Regions from separate parts of the Mus musculus genome. Here regions 1, 2, 4 and 5 are each linked to region 3. A link is a contact called in public HiChIP or PLAC-seq, Micro-C and promoter capture Hi-C data. All regions are on one chromosome and are shown on one strand. Each heading gives the region's core, a stretch centred on a gene start, on an enhancer-like site or on the middle of the called end of the contact. The rest is flanking DNA. Distances are from core to core; before and after follow the strand shown. Region 1 holds the start of Ttc9 (tetratricopeptide repeat domain 9). Region 2 has its middle 39 kb from the start of Ttc9. Region 3 holds the start of Smoc1 (SPARC related modular calcium binding 1). Region 4 holds the start of Med6 (mediator complex subunit 6). Region 5 holds the start of Map3k9 (mitogen-activated protein kinase kinase kinase 9).

Region 1 (2,700 bases), core at 188-2,687, 600 kb before region 3:
GTTGCGTCACTGTAAGGCAGTTGTTTATATCGCTGTTTGCCACATTTCGCAGGAAGTCCTTCGAAAGCCTCAGCGTTTTCCTTTTTTACAGACTTTACATTTTCTATAATGCACACACACACACACACACACACACACACACACACACACACACACACTTAGCCTCATCCCTAAAGCACACCATGGAAGTACACCTTCAGCCCAACAGAAGAGCCTTAGGCAGGAGACTAAGAATTCAGCAGGGCTAAGGACCAACCATGAACTCAGAGCCCTGAGACTGCTGGAGCAAGACCCGGAGAGAAGAAAGTAGCATTTTGGAATCCATTTTACTCAGGACATCCTGAAAAAAAAAAAAAATCCCCTTTGCTACTGGGGCAGGAGAACTTGAGGGAAGGCCTGTTTCCATCTGGTTACTTAAGGGAAGACATAGGTCAACTTTAAAGCCAGTGACACCCGAGTGAGACAGACAGGTGCATGAGCTAGCCTTAGAGCCCATGGCTTGTGCGGTATCTCTGGCTTCTTCTATCTCTTCAGTTTGAACCCAAGTGAGCAGTAGCAGTCGCTGACAGGCCCGCTGGGTCGCCCTCTGTCTGCCCGGTCATTTATAGGCAAGATTCACCATGTTTGCAAGGGAAGAGACTCAAGATGACTATGGCCTTTGGAAGACATCATCTTGAAAGTCACACTTTTTCTCAAGCGCCTCCCTCCCAGATCTCCCCAGAGCACCACTGTCACGGGAGGGAGTCTGCACCGCGGTGTGCCTCAGCGGCGCTCTGGGATCCAGAGAGACTAGGTTGGGAAAGCTGGGGACGGGACGCGTGGCCGGGCGGGGCCCCTGGAGGCCCGGGGAAGGAGAGGAGGGGGTGCGGCGGGGCGCGGCTTACCTGCCAGGCTGTTGTAACAGTCGATCTCAATGGCTTCAACCGTCTTGCTCTGCTCCTCTGAGAGGCGGCTGGATTTGGGAACCCCTGCCGAGGAGGCTGGCCGTGCGTCCCGCTCCTCTTGTGACGGCAGCAATCCCTTCAGCTCCAGCAACGCCCGGTGGTATTTGCCGATGGCTTCGCGGAATTTCTTGTCCTTGTAGCACTGCGCCCCTTGGCTCTTGAACTCGTGTGCGCGCCGGATAAGCTCCGCGGGCTCGGCCGCCGTTCCAGCCTGGCCCCGCTCCGGGGCTCCTCCGCCGCTCGGGACGCACGGCGGCGGCACGGGCCGCGGTCCCTCACCCAGCGCAGGCGGGCTAGGGTTCCCCGAGGATCGGGCCGCCAAGCCCTTCCTCTCCATCCGGCCGCCGCCCGCGCCTAGAGCGCGTCGCGATCCGGGCTTTAAAAGCGCGGAGCGCTGGCTTCGCGCCCCGCAGACTCTGCCGCGGCCGTTACCCTGGGCGCCGCGCGCTTGCCCCGCACTCCCATCCTTTTCGCCAGCCGCCCGAGGCAGCTCCCTCCTCCTGCGATCGCTCCCCTCCCAGCTCCCTCCCCCGTTCCCTCGGCGCCCGCCCTCGTCCCCGCCCTTTTCTGCTCCCGCAACCTGTCCCCGCGGGCTACCGGACCCTGTGCGAGCCTGGCCGTGGTGCAGGGGACAACGGGCCCGACTGGGGTGGTGGTGATTGTCGCTGACCCGGAAGAAGCTGGGCTTGCTCAAAGGAGGGGAAGATTAGCGACAAAGAGGGCCCCCTGGTTCCCATTCATCCAGCCTTCCGAGGCGCGCCGTGGCCAAAAGAAGCTATGGGGGAGGGGTGTGTGTGTATGGGAAGGACTGGGAGGGGGGGGGGTCACCTCAATAGCTTTCTTTAGGACTAAAGAGAAAGGTGCGCCAGGGAGCAAGGAAAATAAGCAGGTGCCACTGCTTGTTTTGTTTGCAGTAAGACATTACTATTTTAGGTGGCAGAGCCTCGCTTTTGTGGATCCAGGTTGTCGCTGAGGTGTGTCTCCCGGGCGCCCAGGACACCGGGTGCACGTCTGCGTGCCTGGCGTTGTATTCCGGGAGACTGTGTGTGCTTACGCTATGTGCGTGCGCAGCTATGCAGAATGAATCACAGAAGCGGAGATGGAAACACCTGTTACTGTTGGTCATCAGGCTTGGCGGGCACAGGGTTCCAGTTTCCATTACTGGACAGTTACGCACCCTTCCTGGGGAGGCTCCTTCTTTCTTTCCCTCTGTCAGTGAGAGTGTCAGCTGTATGCAGGAGATTGGCTGAGCCACACACAGGCAGATGAAAATAGGCAAGTTACAGCCCCCCCCCCCCCACCACACACACACCAAAAGAACCCAGTTTACTGCTGGAAGATACAATTCCCACTAGCAATCACAGAAAGCGCTGTGGAGCCCTGGGAATTCCTTACAGGGTAATAACATTTGAAGACCCCCCAAAGGATGGGCACAGGGAAGGAGTAAAATACCAGACAAAGCAAGAAAGCTCTCAGAGCTGTAATGTTGGACACCTCAGACATATTTAAGGCCTAAAGGTTTGACTTTATGGCTTTCCAAGTGAGAGGGATGCCAGGGGTTTCTGAATAAAGCATTTGGATTTGGGTTTATAGGCAATGAAGAGGATAGATACATTTTTAGTGATATTAAGGGAACGAAAAGATGCTCTTAATGTGATTTTCAAAGGGTGTTTCCCAGATCCGCAGCATCAACATCTTCTGGAAATTATTATATGCAAGCTCTAAGGACATAGTCCAGATTGTCTAAAACAGGACC
Region 2 (2,700 bases), core at 124-2,623, 640 kb before region 3:
GAGCTTATTTTTGGACTCTCATTTCTGTTGTGTGGATCTATTGATCGATGATATCTCTTGAGGTTAGCTTCGCAAGATTTTCATTATTACAGCTTTATGGTAAGTTTTGAAAGCAGGAGATGTGGGCCCTTTATTTCTTTTAGTAATATTTACTTTATTTAAAAGAGGATCTCTCTGTCTCTGTCTCTCTGTGTGTATGTGTCTTCTGAGGCCAGAAGAGGGTATTGGAGCTCCTGGAAGTGAAGTCATAAGTGGTTGTGAGCCACACTTGGGTCCCCAAGAAGAGCACCGTAGTGGTGCTGAAGATCTGAACTCAGCAATTCTATTGGCTGAGCCACCTTCCTAGCTGTGGAAGTCTTAAGTCTCTCCTACGTTCAAAGACACACAAACAGCTACCTGAAATACTTGGTCAAACACAACTGGAGAGTCTTTCGTGATCTCTTGGCTCTTGGTCCTAGAAAGGCAACAAAGAGCCAGCATTGCTTGATTCCAGGCATGAGCAACCAGGAAAGAGGCAGGAAGACAGTGCAATACTTTCCGACATCTTTTTAGAGTCATAGCCAGGAAAGGAGACTGAGATTGTCATTGAGCAGGATCTGACTTTACACATCTCTCTTTTACTCCAGGGAAGAAGCCTTCCTGCTCCCTCAGGACTGGTATAGACGTTCCCTTTTATGTGTGCCCCAGAGTCTTTGGTGACACTCACTACATGGAACTGGTATTGCTTACTTTCCATTCTTGCTGGTATCCTCTTGCAGGCAGCGGACATGTCTTGCTAACCATGGTACACCCTTCTGCTGAGCACATTGGGGACAGTTACTGAGTGGATTGAATATGATGTCCCTACTTTCTTTAGAACAAAACGACTCATAACATTAAAATATGTGTTTCTTCATAAGTGGATGCTCACAGTCAGCTATAGGATGGATCACAGGGCCTCCAATGGAGGAACTAGAGAAAGTACCCAAGGAGCTAAAGGGAACTACAACCCTATAGGTGGAACAACAATATGAACTAACCAGTACCCCGGAGCTCTTGACTCTAGCTGCATATGTATCAAAAGATGGCCTAGTCGGCTATCACTGCAAAGAGAGGCCCATTGGACATGCAAACTTTATATGCCCCAGTACAGGGGAACGCCAGGGCCAAAAAGTGGGAGTGGGTGGGTAGGGGAGTGGGGGGGGAAGGGTATAGGGGACTTTTGGGATAGCATTGGAAATGTAAATGAGGAAAATACCTAATAAAAAAATATGTGTTTCTTAAGTTAAGGGTTTTGTGAGTCAGTTTTGGCTTAGGGGAAAGAGTATTGTTTGTCGTGAGCAAACTGGCCCCAGTTCCTGTTCTGGTTGAAGAACTTCCAAGCTGTGTGGCCTTCAGTAGGTCACCAGACTGGATTTGACCAGTCGTATATGAGAGGGTATGGTGATTTCACCTCAAGCTTCCTTCCACTCTTACCATTCTTAGAGACCTTTAAACCAGGGCAATGTAGGCCTCCTTCCACACAAGCTATTCCACAGCAGCTGAGTCCCAACCTTCTTCAGAGGCCAAACGCCTCCACTCTCTCTCCTATGTCTTAGCAAGTATTAATAGCCAAAGGCCTTGCTGCATGCGGTTTTTAATAGAATCCAATTTCAGTCCATTTAGAGTGGGACTTTTCATGCTGACTCGGTAATTTGAACTATACCATGCCTGATGGACAGAGAGCATCTTCTCCGCCTCCACCACCTGCCCTCTCCCTGCCCCCCAGGCTGCTGTGGCACTGGATACAGAGGGTGGAACATCTTCATCAAAACTGCAGCACCACGGTCACGTGATGGGAATACCAAGGTCACCAGAAGTCAAGTGGCTACTTTTCCTTCTATTTCCCAATACTTGCTTCCTCCTTGCATCATGGAGGCTGCCTGTCCTCTTGGGTGGATTGTCAGGAAGAAAACTGTGTTGCTCTTTGGATGTGACCAGAGGGCAGTGGGCCTTGAAAACCATCAGAATGTTTCCCGTTGATTGCTGAGGAGAGGGCAAGACAGTGCCACATAGGGCTCAGCCTGTTTCCTGCCACCCTTCCCAAAAGCTTGTACCACTGACCAGAGCTGCACAAGGGCTTTTAGAGAACCGAGTGTGAGAACAGGGAGGGCAGGCACAGAGGTGTCATCACACTGTAAGTGAGGGAAATTGAGGCTGAGGAGGGTGGGCGAGGAAATAGTAGTTTATTCTGTGCTTACTCTGTAGCAGACAGTAGCTGCGAGCCATTTATTCCTTTTCCTTTCGTTTCTTTTTTTTTTTTTTTTCTTTTTGGTTTTTCAAGACAGGGTTTCTCTGTGTAGCCCTGGCTGTGCTGGGACTCACTCTGTAGACCAGGCTGGAACTCAGAAATCCGCCTGCTTCTGCCTCCCAAATGGTGGGATTAAAGACGTGTGCCACCACTGCCCGGCACCAGTCGTTTCTTAATCCTCACGCCCTTCTACGTAAATTAGGAAAATGAGTCAGAAAGTAACTACCTCTGTGTCACACAACCACAAGTCTGTTCAGTGAGCACTCTGACAAAGCTTCACTTGTCCACTGTAAGAGGTCACGTGCTCTGAAGTGACTGGGCCGGGTGCCTGCAGGAGTGATGCTGGAGGGAGTCTGCCATTCTGTGAGAGCTGGTCCCTAGCTTACCCACTCACCATGCTGGGCATTATCCCTGGGTATCTGGTTCATTGG
Region 3 (2,700 bases), core at 117-2,616:
ATCCAGGAAATGGGGCCAGAGGATATCCAGGGAAGAAAGCACAATTTGGTGGAGAAGCCAACTTCATTTGCTCAGAAGTCAAATCCTTGCTATTTTCCCAGAGAGATTCTCGCAGAATGGGAGCGGGCAAGCTGCTACCCAGAGGTCCGGCTTCTGATCTTACTGACCCTGATCCTTGCCCAGAGACTGCCTCCCTTACGTGTTGCCAAAGGAACCTCTAGGTGGTTTAACAAATACATTTTTAAGGCAGTGAAATTCTTTATTAGACCATTAGGAGGGAGCAGGGAGAACAATAATCTAGACCAGAAATGAGCACGGTGCTGCTGGTTCCCGTTTTTTTTACAATGCCCTGGACAACCCGTCCTGTGCACAGAATTGGCACATTTCGTGTGGTTCAGAAACTCCAATCAGATCAAGGTTCAACCGATCCAACCCAGGGGAGAAGTTCTTCCGAACTTCTCCACGGCTCCCTACCCCTGCCACTCCTCCAGGGCCAGGCCAGCAGGAGGGGGGCATTAAAATTATCTGCTGTGGGTTTTACGAGCAGCGATTGCTTTTTAAAACAACAACAACACAAGGTCCTTGTGTGGCTCGCGGGTAACCTAAAACTCTCTAGGCAGAGTGCCCCCCCCCGCCCCTTCTACACACACACACACACACACACACACACCCTCTGCCTGCCAAGAAAGCCAGCTCGAGGGACTGGTGCAGCGACAACATAGGGAAACTCTGCTCCAGCCAAGGCCGAGATCCCACCGACCTAGGAGGCCCAGGAGAAAAACCTCAGGAGAAGTTCGAGAAAGAAAACCCACCGGTGACAGGTCGTGGGGAGTCAGTGCTACAAGAAAAGGCGGGGAAGGAGGGGGGCAATGAAATTTTATTTCAGCAACTTCTCCAAGAGGCCTGCAAGGGACTAGACGGTAAAGTCGAGGACAAGGTCTGACACCTCCCTTCCCCCTCCTGTAGATGAGCGGCCAAGCGCAGGTGGGCGCGCGCAGCTGGGAGACGCACTTACCCTGGGGCCGGTGGTGCGGTGGCCGCCGGCCGGGGACAGCTGCACCAACACGAGCAGCAAGTGGGGCGTGAGCAGACGGACGCGCGCGGGCAGCATGGTGCCAGCGGAGCCGGGCAGCCACGAGCGGGCAGCGGGCAGGGGGGCTCAGGCTAGCTTCAAAGCACTTGGGGAGGTGGGGACCCTTGCAGCAGCTGGGAGTGGCCGAAGAGCCAGCGGCAGGGGCTGGAGGAGCCTGCGCCCGGGGTCACGGTCATGAACGGCGGAGGCCCGGAGCTGGAGTGCGAGCGTGTGCTCTGCGCGTGGCGCCTGCTGCGCTCGGCGTGGCCGCGGCGACAGCAGGTTGGATGCGGGAGCTCGGGCCATGGGAATTCCCGTTATAAACCCCGGGAGGGGAGGGGCGGGGCCCGGAGAGGCTGACTGACGGGTCGAGAGGCCTGTAGCAGCCGACCCTCCGGCAGGTGGAAGCCAATGGGAGAGAGATGAGAGGGGCGGTTCGTGGTCAGTACCCCACCCCACCCCCACCCCCACCCCCACCCCCACCCCCACCCCCCACCCCCCCAGGAGCTACACTGGCTTCCCGGCCACAGTGGGCTCCAGCAGAGGCTGGGATAAAGAGTAACTTTTTCTCAGCAAGTCCTCGCTGGGAACCTCCGCGCGCTCCAGCAGCCTCAGTCCCTCCTGAATGGTCACCTGGATAGTAAAGAAGCCTTACACACTTATCGTGTGTTAGTTCTTAGGCTTGAGTTGTCGCAACAGCTCCATGAAGCAGGCAGGGAAAATAGCTCCAAATGACCCAAAGTCCTTGAGAAATGTTTCCCGGAGGCCGCAAAATCAAGGGCAACCTGGGGAACCACCAGGTGCGGCCCACAGAGTGAGCTGCGACCTACGGGAAGAGGTATTCATTTATTTCAAAAAGAAAAAAAAAATCTCCTTACGGGTGACACCCAAGTTCCACAGCGGCTGCCTGAGATAATTCTGACGGAGGCGAACCGAAGCAGCCTAAGGTGGGTCCCCCGAGGGTCCAGTAAACTACCCCTATGGCCCTATGGTCCATGTGACCTGCGGTCAGAACCCGGGCATCTTGGCTAATCAGTCTGAACTTAAAGAACACAGGAGCAGCTTCTCTGTGGCCTAACAACGCTGGGGCGGAGGCCGGGGAGGAGAGGGCAGTCCCAGGAATCCTGGTCCCATATTGGGAGGAGGAAAGTTATGAATGGAGGAGATGGAGGAGTGTTCTGTGAGCACAGATATCCTAGAGACCTCCAAGGAGCAATTTCCTGGGAGCCCAAGCCTGGATTGTATAGGTCAGCTCTAAGCAGGCCTATCAGGTGCTAGAGCTCTTTCCATAGTGGTCCAAGAGGCCACCCTGAAAATGGTAACAGCTACATCGCATCACACACACTCACTTCAACCCAACAAAGTGTCTGCTGCCTTCCCCGCAAGAGACCCGTGATTATCTCCAAAAGTGGAACACAACTCTTCGTGCTTGATTTCCACCGGTCCAGGCCCGTCCCTTCGTGAAGAAAGATCCATTTCTCTAACCAGATTGAAATAAAGCCCAGGTTTCACAGCTCCCTGACTGCCCTGAGAGGTCCTGACAAAGATTAGCTCTGCTCCCTTCCAGCTTCTCTTCTCGATTATAAGAGCAAGCTAACCCTAACCCCCATCTGGCTGCATACAGACAG
Region 4 (2,853 bases), core at 100-2,599, 570 kb before region 3:
TGCTGAGAATTTAAAATGTGGAATTCTTTGATCTGTGAGTCGAAAAGTCCCAGTTAAATTAATGGTTCTCCTGCCTTGTTTGTGGATTCTGGTTACATGCTGGGGGAGCCTAGGTAGTCCTTAGTTTTGTGAATTTAGGTTCCTTCCTTCAGGTTTTGGGGTTCTCCTCTCAGTTTCTGTATCTTGTTTGTAAGCATCTCCATCATTTTGCTTTTAGAAAACCACACTAGAGACAGAACGTTCTGTTGTGGGTTTCTATGGCTTCCTCACATCACAGAATTGTTCCCTGCCTTCAAGTGTTTAGACACTACTCAAGGAATTCCTCTTCTCTCTCTCTCTCTCTCTTTTTTGTTGTTGTTTTTTCGTTCCTTTTCTCTCATTTAAAAATTTTATTTATTGATTTATTTATTTATTGATTTATTTATTTATTTATTTATTTATTTATTTATTTATTTATTTATTTATTTATTTTGAGACAGGGTTTCTCTGTATAGCCCTGGCTGTCCTGGAACTCACTTTGTAGACCAGGCTGGGATTAAAGGCATGCGCCACCACGCCCAGTTCCTTTTCTCTTTTTAATCTTGTTAATAATTCACCCCTGAATTCCCTTCCTATCTCTTGAAATTTAGTCATAAAATGCTACAGGTTTTTAACTGGTTTAGGTTTTTAGTTGGTTCAATAACAGGAATAACAAAGTCTCTTGATTTTCTCTGCTTGAGATAAGGTGAAAAACGGAGCTCCTAAGTCTAACAGTTTGTTTTTATACTCATGAGGTTTTTAAAAATACTGTCTCTGTGTGTAGTCCAGGCTGGCCCCAAATTTGTTATGCACTTGGCTCTGCCTCCTGAGAGATGGGATTACAAGTGAAAGCCTTGGTTTAGAGAATTTTAGAATGTTAGTAGTGAGCACGAGGCAGCGCTCTGTTTAACCTCTTTACTTGTAAATGAAATTACTTTCCCCACTGTTTGGGCCTAACGCTTTGCTTATTTTTTGTTTGTTTGTTTTGTTCTGGCTCTGTTACTACAACCTCTGCCAGCTGCAGTTTGGCATCTAAGCGAGGGGGTCATTCTTTATCTTCTTACTCCACAGGTCTACAGGCCCCGCCTTCCCTGCGCCATCCTTCTGCGTGTCCCAATCCCCTCCCCTCCCCGCCGCCACCCTGTGACACGCCTTCTTCTTTCCCGCCCGTGTCCAACGACCAAAGCTCAACCCGGCTCCACCCACTTTAGGTCTCATCCCCGCCCCCAAACACTTTTTTTTTTTCCTGCCGCCGCGCTCCGCGTGAATACTTTTGACCTCCCCGCTAACCGTACGGCCGGCAGCCTCCGCTTCCGTCGCGGTAGTCATCGCCTTTACTGTGCGCCGGAAGGAGGCTCTTATAGCGCTTTTGGAATTATGGCGGCGGTGGATATCCGAGGTAATTAATTTTATGCTCCCCTTACCAGATTGTGGTTTACTGGGGTTTCATAGCTTGCGGAAGTCAGCGTTACCCTCTTTTGTGAGGTCTCTCAAGTTCTTCTGAGTGGCTCCTGGATACCCTAAGGCTCTAATCTAACGAAAAGGGGTCGCGCTTTCCCGTTTTCTGACGAGTCTCTTTAAAAGGGTAGATGCGGAAAAACTAGAAACAATTTAGGGGTTTCTCTCACAATGCTGGGCGTTATGTCGGGGCGAAGGGATAGCTTTTCGGAAGAGAGAAGTGGAATAAGATAAGGGCTGATCCCACCTTATGGGTCCCCGGACAGAAATCCCCGTCTTCTTATTAATAATTTTAAATTTTAGCCTATAATACCTTTCACTTATCATTCATTCAGTGGTTGCCTTCGGCAAGCTGAGCAGTAGAGGTATATTTTCATTGAGTAAGAATAAATAAATGAATGGAGACTCAACCTCTTACTAGCTTCTTGGTCGGGTAGCATTTTGTTTAGCAGTTTGTTTTTGCTTGTGTATATTTCATTCTTCCTCTTGGCAATTTCATACATGTACATAGTGGATTGCTTATTACTTAGATTTGTTAGCGTAATTGTAATGTGTCTGGTGTTTAGAGGAATGGCAGAGAAGCTGGCATAGGGAGGAGATGTAGAAGAGAAGATCTGGAAAGATAAATGTGAGAGAACAGTCAACAGGGACGGCATATTCTGACTTTGTCTTTTTTTTTTTTCATTTACGCATTTCTTTACTAGATCATTTTAGCTGCTGACAGTAGTGTAAAAGTCAGGGATAGAATTAGAAACAAAAAAAGGAAAACAAAACGAAACCAGGGCTTTTCTGGGATGGACAGAAATTAGAGGTAGCTTGGAAGAGTGATGACTGCATTAGTGAGAAGGTTAAATCTGCTTGGTTTTTGGTATATTCTGTTTATGAAGTGATCACAACTTACCTTTTATTTTCAGACTTGACTTTTCATTTCAGTTTTTGTAGATGAATGTCCATGGATACATGAGGCTGTTTAAATTGATTGAGATCTGTGAATAATAAAGTAAGTCATACTTGCCTTGACCTTCAGGCATGGATTGGAAGCATTTAGTGATTATTATGCTCATTCCTGATGAATAAAAACTCACAATTTAGTGGGAGCAGATTATCTGTGATTCTGGTTATGGAATAAGAATTAGTAATAAGGGGGCTAGAGAGATGGCTTAGCGGGTTAAGAGTACTGATTGCTCTTCAGAGATCCTGAGTTCAAATTCCACCAACCACATGGTGGCTCACAACCATCTGTAATGGGATCTGATGCCCTTTTCTGGTCTGTCTGAAGATAGCCACAGTGTACTTGCAATTATAAAATAAATTAATTTAAAAAAAGAATTAGTAATAAAAGTATATAAATTTGCCATGAGAACAGAGAAAATGCCA
Region 5 (2,700 bases), core at 123-2,622, 750 kb before region 3:
GCTTCTATCAAGAGAATCTATCCAGACTCACGCATGTATTTCCCAGTTTACTGACCCTCCCAGGAATTGAACATGTTAGACCCTCCTATAAACTTGACTGCGTTAGGGGATTTACTTCCGGATCTCCGTCCCCAGGACTGTCTGGATGCTCCTTGAACAGTACCATCTCATCCCTTTCCCAAGACCTTAAATGTGCACAGTGTCTCCCTTTACAATGTAGTCACAGCCCCTTGCAAATCACTGGATGTCCAAAACTAAAACACAGGAGGCTTTTCCCTCCACGGTCTTCACTTCAAGGATAAACAGATGGCACCTGCCCAAGGTCATGTAGCTGCCTCGCTATTTTTTCAAATTGCTCCAGTTTGCCTAATATTAAACTTCAAATTAAAATGAAACAAAAATGGTCTGGTGGGGCACATTGGCACACGCCTGTAATCCCAAGACTTGGGCAGTTGAGGCAGCGAGATAATGAGAGGCCAGTATGGCCTACCCAGTAAGATCTTGCTTCAAAACCACAAATGAGCAAATAAACAATGAAGTACTGACTCTTGTTACACAAATCACATCAATGCCTGTCTTGGAAATACAGTTTGGTAGTTACCATGGCTGAAATATGGAAGCCATTGCTATGACAGGCTTAAAAACATGTAAAAGAGGTTAAGGTCCTTGGGGGTGGTGGCGGCAGGTAACAAAAAGACATAGCATAGGTCAGCCCTTGCCCAAGAATGGCAGGCAGCACCCGCCTTTACTCCTTTAGTCTTTGGAAACTGGGTATCCAGTCACCAGGGTCCTAGATATAGCCAGTTTCACAAGGCAAGCGCAAACTAGCTGGTTCCGCATGACTTCCCGAGCCTGCGGAAGCCCCACTAGGAGACCTCCCCTTTCGGAATTCTAATAACAATGGCCAGGAACTTCTTCTTACAAAGATGAACACAGTCTTCATTAAGGCCAGCAGAGCAATCGAAAGAGTTCTTCCATCGCTAGCCATAAGGTTCCGGGGTGTGAGTGTGTGCGTAGCGGCGACAGTGGACGTAAGCTGGTCCCCGTGGCCAAATAGGGGAACAGCAGATCCATCTGAACCGGGAATTGGCGCAGCCCGTAGGACCAAACGGCGCGGACAAAAGACAGAGGGCTCCGCAGCCCGCTCGGACTGTCCGAACGCACGCTGGGTCTCACCTTCGGGAGCCACCCAATGAGGTCTCAGCCACCCTCAGGAGACGGACAGCCGCGGCGGGCCAATGGGAGGATGGGTTGGCTGTGGAGGCGGGCCCATCCTGGAGGCCCCGCCCCCGGGTCCGCAGGGCTGGGGCGGAGCCAGGCTCGCGTCAGGTGGTCCCGGGCGTGCGGGAGGCGGGGCGCACGGGGCGGGGAGGGGAGGGAGCGGCCAGCGGGCGGCGGGCACGGGCGGCACGAGCAGGTGGGAGCCGCCGAGGGGCGAGGCCGCCCGCGGGGGCGCCAGGCGGCCGGGACTGCGCCGCGCCCCTGTCCGCGGTGCGCGCTCGCGGTGCGCACCGGGCGTCCTCGACTCTCGCGCGCCCAGCCTGCTCGGGCCCTACCTGCGGCGGCCGTCGGGGGCGCGGAGCCCCCAGCGCTGCCGAGCCGCATGAACAATAGGCGGCGGCGGCTCCCGCGGGCGGCCGCCCCGCACCCTATGGACCAGCCGCTCCATGGAGTCCTCCAGATCGCTTCTCGGCTGCCTGGCGAGTGCCACTGCCGCCCCGCCGGGGGACGATGCCACGGGCGCTGGGGCCGAAGAGGAGGAGGACGAGGAGGAGGCGGCGGCCGAGCTGGGATCTCACGCCGCGCTGCCCTACTGGACGGCTGTGTTCGAGTACGAGGCGGCGGGCGAGGACGAGCTGACCCTGCGGCTGGGCGATGTGGTAGAGGTGCTGTCCAAGGACTCGCAGGTGTCCGGCGATGAGGGCTGGTGGACCGGACAGCTGAACCAGCGGGTGGGCATCTTCCCCAGCAACTACGTGACCCCGCGTAGCGCCTTCTCCAGCCGCTGCCAGCCGGGCGCCGAGGACCCCAGCTGCTACCCGCCCATTCAGCGTAAGAAGGCGGGCACCGGTGCCCGGTGGGGACGGGGGGCTGAGGCCTAAGGATGGGCGAAGAGCAGTCCCGAGTGGGGAGCGACTGGCCCGGGCATGGGTGGGCACTTTGGCTGCAGGGGCTTTAGCTGGTGCTACCCAGAAGCTCCAGAGTCGCAGGCCCTGCCTGGAACACCGGGCTTCTTCACCGTCATCTGACTCGCTCAAGTAGCAACTCTTGAAACCCTAGCAGGAGTCTCCTTACGTCCCAACCCCTTACCCCCCCCCGCCCCCCCCGCCCCTTGTGCCCCTCCAGATCTGGAAGGGTTTTGGAGAGCAGGTGGTTACTGTCACCAGTAACCTTAGTTCCCTAATCAAGGACCCGGCGGACCTTTTCTGTTTCTTGTCTCCGCCTCTTAAAGGTATTTGTCTAGAGAGGAGTGGAGGTGCCTCCCGCCTGCCTGGGCAGGTTCACAAGTCCCGGAAGCGTGTGTGAACTCAGGAGTCAGGTGCCTTTGAAATCTCGTGTTGGTTTCTTGGGTTCTCGTACTGTATTTCAAAGTTGTACCCTGAGGAATCTTGCCGAATATTATGTTAGGAAAGGTGTGTACAAGGGGAGGGGGCAAAGTTATGAGTGGAGAAATAATTAGAGGGAGAAAGTATGTCTGTC

Evidence for each region. Promoter capture Hi-C pulls out the DNA fragments that hold promoters and counts their contacts. Hi-C and Micro-C count contacts between places; a contact is called where the count stands out from the background. HiChIP or PLAC-seq counts read pairs in DNA pulled down with a chosen protein or histone mark.
Region 1: a promoter capture Hi-C map of liver shows a contact between it and region 3, with 3 times the contacts expected there. The contact joins the promoter of Ttc9 here to the promoter of Smoc1 in region 3. A contact is called at or near these places in 9 of 39 promoter capture datasets (the 3T3-L1 cell line, the C10 cell line, HPC-7-derived erythroid cells and 4 more), 1 of 484 Hi-C or Micro-C datasets (embryonic stem cells), 4 of 115 datasets of contacts at active chromatin or transcription factors (embryonic stem cells, forebrain and stem cell-derived neural progenitor cells) and 1 of 9 other capture datasets (embryonic stem cells).
Region 2: an H3K27ac HiChIP or PLAC-seq map of embryonic stem cells shows a contact between it and region 3, with 2.4 times the contacts expected there. The contact joins the enhancer-like site here to the promoter of Smoc1 in region 3. A contact is called at or near these places in 3 of 39 promoter capture datasets (the 3T3-L1 cell line, the C10 cell line and hippocampal neurons), 4 of 115 datasets of contacts at active chromatin or transcription factors (all in embryonic stem cells) and 1 of 9 other capture datasets (embryonic stem cells).
Region 4: a promoter capture Hi-C map of hippocampal neurons shows a contact between it and region 3, with 4 times the contacts expected there. The contact joins the promoter of Med6 here to the promoter of Smoc1 in region 3. A contact is called at or near these places in 5 of 39 promoter capture datasets (cranial neural crest, embryonic stem cells, frontonasal cranial neural crest and 2 more) and 3 of 115 datasets of contacts at active chromatin or transcription factors (embryonic stem cells and stem cell-derived neural progenitor cells).
Region 5: a contact with region 3 is called in a Micro-C map of embryonic stem cells, with 4 times the contacts expected there. The contact joins the promoter of Map3k9 here to the promoter of Smoc1 in region 3. A contact is called at or near these places in 14 of 39 promoter capture datasets (the 3T3-L1 cell line, the C10 cell line, the HPC-7 cell line and 8 more), 1 of 15 datasets of contacts at CTCF or cohesin (embryonic stem cells), 1 of 484 Hi-C or Micro-C datasets (embryonic stem cells) and 6 of 115 datasets of contacts at active chromatin or transcription factors (embryonic forebrain, embryonic stem cells and stem cell-derived neural progenitor cells).

The regions. Positions count from the first base shown.
Region 1 is chr12:81,629,986-81,632,685 of GRCm38.p6, reverse strand. Ttc9 (tetratricopeptide repeat domain 9) reads right to left here and starts at 1,437. Exons shown (of 3, transcript NM_001033149.3): 1 at 885-1,437. The coding sequence starts at 1,281.
Region 2 is chr12:81,668,439-81,671,138 of GRCm38.p6, reverse strand. No RefSeq gene overlaps it. Among named protein-coding and RNA genes, the nearest start is that of Ttc9, 39 kb to the right of the region's middle. Within about 2 kb of position 1,373, at least 34 of the 459 cell types and tissues checked have an H3K27ac peak or open chromatin away from gene starts, as enhancers often do.
Region 3 is chr12:81,025,474-81,028,173 of GRCm38.p6, reverse strand. Smoc1 (SPARC related modular calcium binding 1) reads right to left here and starts at 1,366. Exons shown (of 13, transcript NM_022316.2): 1 at 1,016-1,366. The coding sequence starts at 1,111.
Region 4 is chr12:81,593,504-81,596,356 of GRCm38.p6, reverse strand. Med6 (mediator complex subunit 6) reads left to right here and starts at 1,349. Exons shown (of 8, transcript NM_001347384.1): 1 at 1,349-1,417. The coding sequence starts at 1,396.
Region 5 is chr12:81,779,842-81,782,541 of GRCm38.p6, reverse strand. It overlaps Map3k9 (mitogen-activated protein kinase kinase kinase 9), which reads left to right and starts at 1,372. Exons shown (of 11, transcript NM_001174107.1): 1 at 1,372-2,052. The coding sequence starts at 1,668. Gm46366 (a long non-coding RNA gene) reads left to right here. Exons shown (of 3, transcript XR_001780649.2): 3 at 1-522.